Regions from separate parts of the Sus scrofa genome. Here region 2 is linked to region 1. A link is a contact called in public HiChIP or PLAC-seq data. All regions are on one chromosome and are shown on one strand. The core of a region is the stretch at or near the end of the contact, and the rest is flanking DNA. Distances in the headings are between cores, read along the strand shown. Region 1 overlaps RABEP1 (rab GTPase-binding effector protein 1). Region 2 overlaps RABEP1 (rab GTPase-binding effector protein 1).

Region 1 (4,922 bases), core at 2,119-4,618:
TCTGTTTTTTCCAAAGAAGGTGGCTGAGCCGATGGGTATCAGCAACACAAGTGTTTACAAAGATTCTTTGACCCATCCTGAGATCAAAACTACATGGGCTCAAGAAGGATTCCTGGGTAACAGACTGATGAGAATGTATTGAAGACAATTAGGAATGGTTACTATACTTTTGGCCTTTAGAGCAGCATTTCCTAAGGTGTATTCCCTAGGTCATCTGTTATGTGAGTAATGCTGCAGAAAGGATTTTTTTGTCAAATAAATTTGGGAGGTATATTGTGTTACATATCAGCTTAAAAGAGAACATAGACATACTTAAGACCCTGAGTTCAAAGTCCAGCAGTAAAGAAATCTTTCAAAAAGAAAAGTTTTTAGCCCAAGATTTCTAAAATGTACTGAGCGCAGAAATGTTTTTTCCCCGCTCGTTCCCCTTCCTACAAGCATGCTTTGAGAGACTCTCTTTAGAGAGGTGGTGAGGAGACAGTTGCCTTGTTGTTCGGCAGGTTGCCCCTGGGTTCTTGTTAGAGGCAGAATCCCAGACTGATGGACATTGGCCAGGCCTGGCCTAATAGTTCTATGTTAAAGAAATTGCCTACCATTAAAATTCAGTGTTTTTGACTGGGGGACTCCTAAACAGTTTGCCATCTCTTGGAGCAAGAGCGACAACAACACAACCAGTTGAAACACACGTGGCAGAAGGCCAATGACCAGTTCCTGGAATCTCAGCGTTTGCTGATGAGGGACATGCAGCGAATGGAAATTGTGCTCACTTCAGAACAGCTCCGACAAGTTGAAGAACTGAAGAAAAAAGATCAGGTGACTGGCAGTCCTGTAGGATTATTTGCTTTGTTAAAACCCACCCCCTCCATGATTGCATTGCTTTATGTATATTACAGATTGACTTCAGTCTGAAACAAAGTGATATACTTCATTTCAAAAAACAATAACTGCATTTGAGGGATTTTGTTTTTGAATTTTAGAAATGGCCTTGTCTGGGGGTGGGGGTGGGGGACTGATTTAGAAACGATCCCGTTTGGTCTGCAGGGTGTAACAGTGCATATTCCCGAGAAAATCTTTCTCTGCAGTTCTGTCCAGTTCTCCTAGGGCTCCTGAATTGTGTTTATCCAGGCTTCATCTTTCATGACTTTGCTCTAAAAGCCTCATTAGAAGGTGATGAGTGGGGGATTTTCTGTTGTGGCGCAGCGGAAATGATTCTGACTAGGAACCTTGAGGTTGCGGATTCGATCCCTAGCCTCGCACCATGGGTTAAGGATCCAGTGTTGCTGTGAGCTGGGGTGTAGGTTGCAGACACGGCTTGGATCTGCTGTGGCTGTGGCTGTGGCGTAGGCTGGCAGCTACAGCTCCAATTGGACCCCTAGCCTGGGAACCTCCATATGCTGCAGGTGCGGCCCTAAAAAGCAAAAAAAAAAAAAAAAAAAAGGTGATGGGTGGGGGTGAAGAGGCTGAGTGATAAGAAAAGGCAGATGTCTAGGGTGCCCTGTATCTAGGATCCTGTTTTCTCCTTATCTATAAAAAACTATTCACTACACGAGTAACATGTAAGTACATTCTCATGTTTATGATATTCTGTTTTGAATACAAAGTGAAAGGTATTCCCTGATGGCTAGGTGGGTTAAGGGTCTGGCATTGTCACTGCCATGGCTCCAGTTGCTGCTGTGGTGCATGTTTGATCCTTGGCCCAGGAACTTCCACATGTTGTGGGCATGGCCACGAAGTAACAAAAACCCAAAGTAAAAGAAATGAAGTGATAATGTGAAAAATCTCCCTTGACATCATCTCATATATCTCCCTTCACAGAAGTAACCAGTTTTTTTTTTCTTACGGCTGAACCCACAGCATATGGAAGTTCCCAGGCCAGGGACCAAATCCAAGCTGCAGCTGCCACCTGTGCCACAGCTGTGGCAACACTGTTTAACCCACTGTGCTGGGGTGGGGATTGAACCTGCACCTCCACAGTGACCTGAGCTGCTGCAGTTACATTCTTTTTTCTTTCTTTCTTTCTTTTTTTTTTCTTCCCTGTCTGTTTAGGGCCATTCCTGCCACATATGGAAGTTCCCAAGCTAGGGGTTGAATCAGAGCTATAGCTGCTGGCCTATGCCACAGCAGCCCTGGATCTGAGCTGCATCTGTGACCTACACCATGGCTCGAGGCAACACTGGATCCTTAACCCACTGATCCAGGCCAGGGATTGAACCCGTATCCTCATGGATACTAATCGGGTTCTTAACCCAGTGAACCACAACTGGAACTCCTGCAGTTGGACTCAACCCACTGCACCCCAGCAGGAACTCTTCAGAAGTAACCTCTTATTGTAATCAGAAATAATTAGTTCAGAAGGTGGTCTTCCAGACCATTTCTGTGTGTTTTTAAGTGTATATTTGGTGGGGGGTTTTTTGTTTGTTTGTTTGTTTCAAACAACTGGTATCAGAGTATAAGTATTTATTCTATAACTTATTTTTCTCATAAGCATCATCTTGGCTCTGTTTTCACATCAGAGATCTGTCTCATTCTTGTTAACTGGTAGCATGAATGTACGATAATTAATTCTTCTCCTTCTAGTGGGCATCCAGATGGTTTCTTTCTTTTTGTCATTTCTAACAGTGTTGCAGTTAACATCCTATACTATGTTATGTGTGCAAATATTTCCTTAGAATAGCTATGCAGGTATTACAAGAAGTATTTTAGATTACCTTGTATAACTTACATTCGATTTTGTTTTTCAGGAGTTCCCATTGTGGCGCAGTGGAAACGAACCTGACTAGTATCCATGAGGTTGCAGGTTCGATCCCTGGCCTTGCTCAGTGGGTTAAGGATCCAGTGTTGCCGTGAGCTGTGGTGTAGGTCGCAGACACAGCTCGGATCCCCTGTTGCTGTGGCTGTCGTGTAGGCTGGCACCTGCAGCTGTGATTTGACCCCTAGCCTGGGAACTTCCATTTGCTGCACCTGTGGCCCTAAAAAGACCAAAAAAAAAGAAAGAATGGATAAGTAATGAGGGCCTTTGTTTTTCAGAAGTTTCTTCCTTTTCAAATTTCCTTTCTGTCTCTTAGTTTTGCCTCATTCATCTTGTACAGACACAGTCAGGCTGATTCTAAAGTAAGATAGAACCATCCTCTTCCTGCTGCCCATTTAAAACAGTTTAAACTGCAAAACTGGTCATTTAAGGCCTGTGTGCCAGCATTGTGCTAAGGCTTTATATGTAAAGCTTTATCTCATGTGTTTCTCAAAAAAGAGAACCACACGAGAAGACTTTCCAAATGAGCTGGGCGTATCTGAGGGTTGACCAGTCTCTGATTGCAGATGCTGACACTGAACCACCACCTCCTGCTCCATGTTCCTCACTGCTCATGTGCCTGCCCTCTTTTTAGTCACATGAGATGATTCAGTATTTCCTGATATGCCTGCTCTTCTGGGCCCCTGTCCCTTGGTACGTGCTTCCTTTCTCCCTCCGGGACCATTGCTTGTCTCCTCTCATGCAGTTGGCAGATTCATCTTATTGATTCTTAGAGATCCAGCCGAAGTGTTATCTTCTTTGGGAGCCTCCTTTCTAGCTCCCTCAGATGAAATCTTCTTCCTCCTGTAGAACCTTGTTTATGCTTGTGTAGTAGTGTGATTGTGTTTTTGTCTCTTCCCCTGGACTGATTTGGGGGCATGAGCATGGAAGGTATCTTTCACTGTTGTTGAGTGAATTATTTTTGTTTGTTTGTTTGTTTATTGTCTTTTTAGGGCCTCACCTGTGGCATATGGAGGCTAGGGGTTGAATCGGAGCTGTAGCTGCCAGCCTCCACCACAGCCACAGCAACTCAGGATCAGAAACGCGTGTGTGACCTACACTACTGCTCACGGCAATACCAGATCCTAAACCCACTCAGCAAGGTCAGGGATTGAACACGCATCCTTATGCATACTAGTCAGATTCGTTTCTGCTGAGCCACGATGGGAACTCCTGTTGAGTGAATTATTACATCAGCTTCAATCATTCCTTTGTATTTCATATCTGTACATGTTTCAAATGGATGTGTAATGCCCTAACTTTTTCCTGGTTTTTTTTTTTTTTTTTTTTTTTTTTGTCTTTTGTTGTTGTTGTTATTGTTGTTGTTGTTGTTGCTATCTCCTGGGCCGCTCCCGCGGCATATGGAGGTTCCCAGGCCAGGGGTTGAATCGGAGCTGTAGCCACCGGCCTACGCCAGAGCCACAGCAACACGGGATCCGAGCCGCGTCTGCAACCTACACCACAGCTCATGGCAACACCGCCGGATCGTCAACCCACTGAGCAAGGGCAGGGACTGAACCCGCAACCTCATGGTTCCTAGTCGGATTCGTTAACCACTGCACCACGACGGGAACTCCTTTCCTGTTTGTTTTTGACAATAACCTGAAGGAACATTCTATGTAAATTTTCTTTCTCGGATCACTTGAAGAAGGAAAGGTGATTTAAAGGGGAGATGATTTGCTTTCTTGTTTTGCCTTCACATGATAATACTTTTATTGGAAACTTTTTCTGATTTTTTTCTACACCAGGATTCATACTTTTTTCTATAGTATTAAAACATTTTATTATAATTAGTTGTCTTTAGATGTGATTATGAAACAAATAATCATGTGTCCACTTTTTGCTTATCATAAAGCTCTGTTCTTTTTATTTTGAGTGGTTAAAGAATTATGTGAATTATTAAATATGGATTACCTGGATAATATATATTTTTTTTATTCCTAACTTTTAGGAGGAAGATGAGCAACAAAGACTTAATAAGAGGAAAGATCACAACAAAACAGATGTTGAGGAAGAAGTAAAAATACCAGTAGTGTGTGCTTTAACTCATGAAGAATCTTCAGCGCAATTATCAAATGAGGAGGTATAATGAATCTATAAAATTAAAATCATTGTATACACAGTGTTACCATTT
Region 2 (4,541 bases), core at 1,572-4,071, 130 kb before region 1:
CGGGGGGGTTAGGACCCTTCTTCCTTTCCCTCCTGCCTGGCCTTGCTGTGCGACATAAAGCGAACATGCTTTCTTCTCTTTAAAAAAAAATTTTTTTTTCTCTTCAGGGCCGCACCTGCAGCATATGGAAGTTCCCAGGCTAGGGGTCGAATCTGAGTTATAGCTGCTGGCCTATGCCACAGCTACAATAACGCAGGATCCCAGCCGAGTCTGCGACCTACACCGCAGCTCATGCCGGATCCTTAACCCACTGAGCAAGGCCAGGGATTGAACCCGCATCCTCATGGATACTAGTTGGATTCCTTTATGCTGCGCCACAACGGGAACCGCAAACAACATTCTCAAAACCGCGGGATCGCATTTTACAAGAGTTTCTGCTCCCTGTTCTCAAACAGGCCACTTTTCTAGTGTCCCCGAGAGGTTCGGGGTGGGGTGTTAGCACAGCTTCCAAGGCCTCGGATCATTCCAGCTTCCTAGCAAGTTTAACTCAGGATTTCTAGAACCCACTCGTCCTTCCTTGGGTCCAACCAAATTGCCTCTTGCTCTTTCGTACTTTTTTGTATGTGTTTGGCTCTAAGAATGTGGAGGGAAACTTGAACCTGTCCCTCAGGGGCTCCTGGCAGGTATGCTGGTGTCCCGTTAAGTGGGTGGAGGGGACCAGGGGTGGTGACGTGCCGATGACAGCGATGGCGTCTGTGTTTCTATGTCTAGGAGGTACTTACACCAAAATAAAACATAGGCGACTTTCCAAAACACCTCTATCTGGGAAAAAAGGCTGGGAGGCAAGACAGCAAACTCTTTTTTTTTTTTCGTTTTTTTCTTTTTACTTTTTAGCGACTCGCAGCTTCCCAGGCTAGGGGTCGAATCAGAGCTGCGGCTGCTGGCCTACACCACAGCCACAGCCACACAGGATCTGGGCTGTGTCTGCAGCCTGCACCACAGCCACAGCCACACAGGATCTGGGCTGGTCTGCAGCCTGCACCACAGCTCATGGCAATACCAGATCCTTAACCCACTGAGCGAGGCCAGGGACGGAACCCACAACTTCATGGTTCCTAGTCGGATTCGTTTCCGCTGCACCACAACGGGAACTCCGAGACAGCCAGCTCTTCGCCAAGAGTGCTGTGAGGTGGTGGGATTTGGGGTCATTGTGTCCCCTATTAGCTCTGCCGTTTCCCAATTTTCTGAAAGTAAAACAAGATGCTAAAACAATAAAAGATATGCTCCCAGGCCTTGTCTTCTCTGGGCTCAACAATCCCCTTTGGATGCTTCCTCAGAGGGCCACACATGCAAAGGGACCGGGAAAGGGAGTGACTTTAGGGACAGGCGCTTTTTGAGAAGGTGGAAGTGAAAAGGACAAAGCTCAACTCAGGTCTCCTGCACAGCGATTGTTTCCAGGGAATGAGGGCAGACGGCCCCACTGAGATCGGACCTCAGCCTAACACTCCCTGACCCCGAGGCCTCTGGAAGGCAGGAGGCCTTGCAAACACATCCTTGAGGAGTTCCCATCATGGCCCAGTGGTTAACGAATCCGACTAAGAACCATGAGATTGCGGGTTCGATTCCTGGCCTTGCTCAGTGGGTTAAGGATCCGGCGTTGCCGTGAGCTGTGGTGTAGGTCGCAGATGCATCTCAGATCTGGTGTTGCTGTGGCTCTGGCGTAGGCTGGCGGCTACAGCTCCGATCGGACCCCTAGCCTGGGAACCTCCATGTGCCTAAAAGGACAAAAAGACCCAATAAATAAATAAATAAATCCCTGAATACCAGAGACACAGGGGCAGACACCTAGCCGGTGGCGTTCCAGCCTTTTCATCCAAAGGCTTCAAAATGTAGCCCCAAGTTCACCCCAGCTTCAGCACAGGCCAGTTAGGGTCCTCACGCAGGTCAGTCCCCCAGACTCGCCATCGTGATCCAGAGAATGATAACAAGCCGCTCGCAGTACACACATCTCACTCCCAGTCACTCCGTCATGTCAGCCTGAGCAGTGGCCTCCTCACGGGCCCCACCGTACGCGCAAGGGGATGGAGGCCCGAGGAGACGTGGTGATCCCGAGCTCGCCAGCCCCACTGCCAGCAGGGCCGGCTCTTCAAGGCCCCTGTTTCTCCGACCCCACCCAGTGGTGGTGCCAAGGCCCCAGGCTCCAGTCCCCAGGGCCAGGCCCAGGACACATGCCCAGGTGCTTCCCCGAGCTGCAGGGGTGTCCAGATGTGAGCAGCTGACGAGTCAGCAGTGTCCCGGGTGCTGTGGCCTGGGCGCAGCTGGGGAGAGGCGGCTCCTCGCCCACAGGCCTCCACGCCTGGTGACCCCACTTCCCCTTTCTGCTCAGCCGGCCAGGGAGAGGCCATCACCCAGCAACCAGGCCCTCTTCCAAGAAAGCTGACACCTGGGGCCTTCCAGGAGCCAGAATCTTCTCACTGTCCCTGTGCTCCTGCAAGGCCCACCTCAGACCCTCCTGGGTGGAGGGATCAGGCCGCAGGTGGGGACTTGGCAGTGCGTGGGGGTTGGGTGGGGGAGGGTCCCCAGAGACGGGCCTGCCCGGAGCACCCTGGAGCTCCAGAAGCCTGACTCCCACCCAGACTCGGAGACAGACCTGGGTGAGAAATACTGCCCCACAAAGAGAGTGGTTCTCACAAACCCTGGGGGAGCCCTGGCACCGCCGACCCAGCCTTTTCTGGGGGGTGGGGGGAGCCTCCTGTTGCTGAGGGTGAGTGACAGGCTACCTCTGGACTTGGGTCCAGATGACCGCTGGACTGAGCCGTCTCCCCACAACACCGGCGCCTCTGAAATGGGGCCCAGGGGTGGGGAAACCAACCAACCATTTTGTGGAATTGACTGTTCTGACTCAAACGAGCGGTCTTGTCAGTAAAAATAGCCAAGCTGGTGTGCACTGTGTCTGCCTGGAGCGAACAAGTTGTGACTGTTCTCAGCGATCATGATGATACCCTGGCCTGTCTGGTACACATTTAACAACCAGCTCTTGGGGGACCAAAGGGTTTCTGGTGTGTAGTGTTTGCTGATTTCCATGACCTAAACATTCCCAGCCCGGCTGATTTCAAGCTACCCACAGGACGTCGCTGGACTTGGCATCGGAGGGGTGGGGGATGCACACAACTGGCAGCTTACCAGGAATTGCTAAGTCCTGTCGGTGAGCACCAGCTGGGAACCAGGCCCGACCGGAGCTCTTGTCTCACCTCGTCTTCACTTACCTGGGAGATTATCGTCTCCATCTGACAGGTGGGAGCAACGAGGCTCTGGGAGGTTCCATCATGCATAGTCCAGGAAGAACCTTCAAGCCAGGTCTATCCATTTGCAAAGTCGAGGTTGTTGTTTTTTTTTTTTTTTTTTTTCTTTTTTTTTTCCGGCCACACTTGTGGCATATGGAAGTTCCCAGGGCAGGGATCACATTCAAGCCACAGCTGCGGCAGTGCTGGAACCTCAACCCACTGTGCTGGGCTGGGGATTGAACCCAAGCCACCTCAGAGACCAAGCTGGATTCTTACTCTGCTGCACTACAGCAGGAATTCCCTAAGTTCTTTCTTATTAGGGTTGATCCATAGCTTATCTGCTCAAAAACTTCCCTAAAAGCAAGAAAGGTTTTTTTGGCCACGTCTGCAGCATGTGAAATTTCCTGGGTCAGGGATCAAACCCATGCCACAGCAGCAACCTGAGCTGCTGCAGCGACAGTGCCAGATCTTGACCCACTAGGGAATTCTTTATCTTTTGAGAAGTGAATAAATCCTTCTGTAGGTAAAACTCATCTTCTGCTACCAAAGCAGTGACTCCTTGGTTTGTGTTTCATGGATTCGTCCAATAAATGATTTTGCTAAGCCTCTGGGATGGCCGGGTTCAGCTGTGATGCAGTGAACTTGATAAACCTGCCGCTTCCCACTATGCACTTGCTACAGCAAGTCCAAGTTGGAGTGTCAAGAGATCCAAATGCTGGGCTCAGTCTGCCAACAACTTCCTACATGGCCCCTCCCCTCCCTGAGCCTCAGTTTCTTCATTCATAAAATGAAAGAATTTGGGGAGTTCCTGCTGTGGCTTAGCAGTTGATGAGCCCGACTAGCATCCATGAGGACGCAGGTTCAATCCCTGGCCTCATTCAGTGGGTTAAGGATCTGGCGTCGTTGTAAGCTGTGCTGTAGGTCCCAGACTCGGCTCAGATCCCACGTTGCTGTGGCTGTGGCTGTGGCATAGGCCAGTGGCTACAGCTCCAATTGGACCCCTAGCCTGGGAGCCTCTGTACCCCATGGGTGCAGCCCTAAAAAGACAAAAAGACAAAAAAAAAAAAAAAAAAAGAGAGAGAGAGAGAGAGAGACCATTTGATGAACAGTAAAGTGGTCCAGGGATTGTGCCATGAATCTCTCTTCTGTTACTGCCCTCTGCAGCTAGGACGAGACATCTGCTCAACTCCCTGCCCCCACTCTGGCACCCAGCATGGTCCTGGGCACAGCCAAAAATGCCTGATAGATGTCGACTGAAAAAAGAAGCCAAGTCATCTAGAGGGAGAAGTGAGTTACATACTCCAAAGGAGGCAACTT

What was found. HiChIP or PLAC-seq counts read pairs in DNA pulled down with a chosen protein or histone mark.
Region 2: an H3K27ac HiChIP or PLAC-seq map of alveolar macrophages shows a contact between it and region 1. The contact joins two enhancer-like sites. A contact is called at or near these places in 2 of 47 Hi-C or Micro-C datasets (embryonic fibroblasts and spleen) and 2 of 2 datasets of contacts at active chromatin or transcription factors (alveolar macrophages and skeletal muscle).

What each region holds. Positions count from the first base shown.
Region 1 is chr12:51,636,662-51,641,583 of Sscrofa11.1, reverse strand. RABEP1 (rab GTPase-binding effector protein 1) reads left to right here. Exons shown (of 20, transcript XM_021067732.1): 9 at 635-813; 10 at 4,740-4,871. Among named protein-coding and RNA genes, the nearest start is that of NUP88, 77 kb to the right of the region's middle. Within about 2 kb of position 3,368, at least 2 of the 83 cell types and tissues checked have an H3K27ac peak or open chromatin away from gene starts, as enhancers often do. A contact at or near this core is called in alveolar macrophages, where this site is marked.
Region 2 is chr12:51,765,466-51,770,006 of Sscrofa11.1, reverse strand. All of the region lies in intron 2 of RABEP1 (rab GTPase-binding effector protein 1), which reads left to right. Among named protein-coding and RNA genes, the nearest start is that of SCIMP, 4.9 kb to the left of the region's middle. Within about 2 kb of position 2,821, at least 21 of the 83 cell types and tissues checked have an H3K27ac peak or open chromatin away from gene starts, as enhancers often do. A contact at or near this core is called in alveolar macrophages, where this site is marked.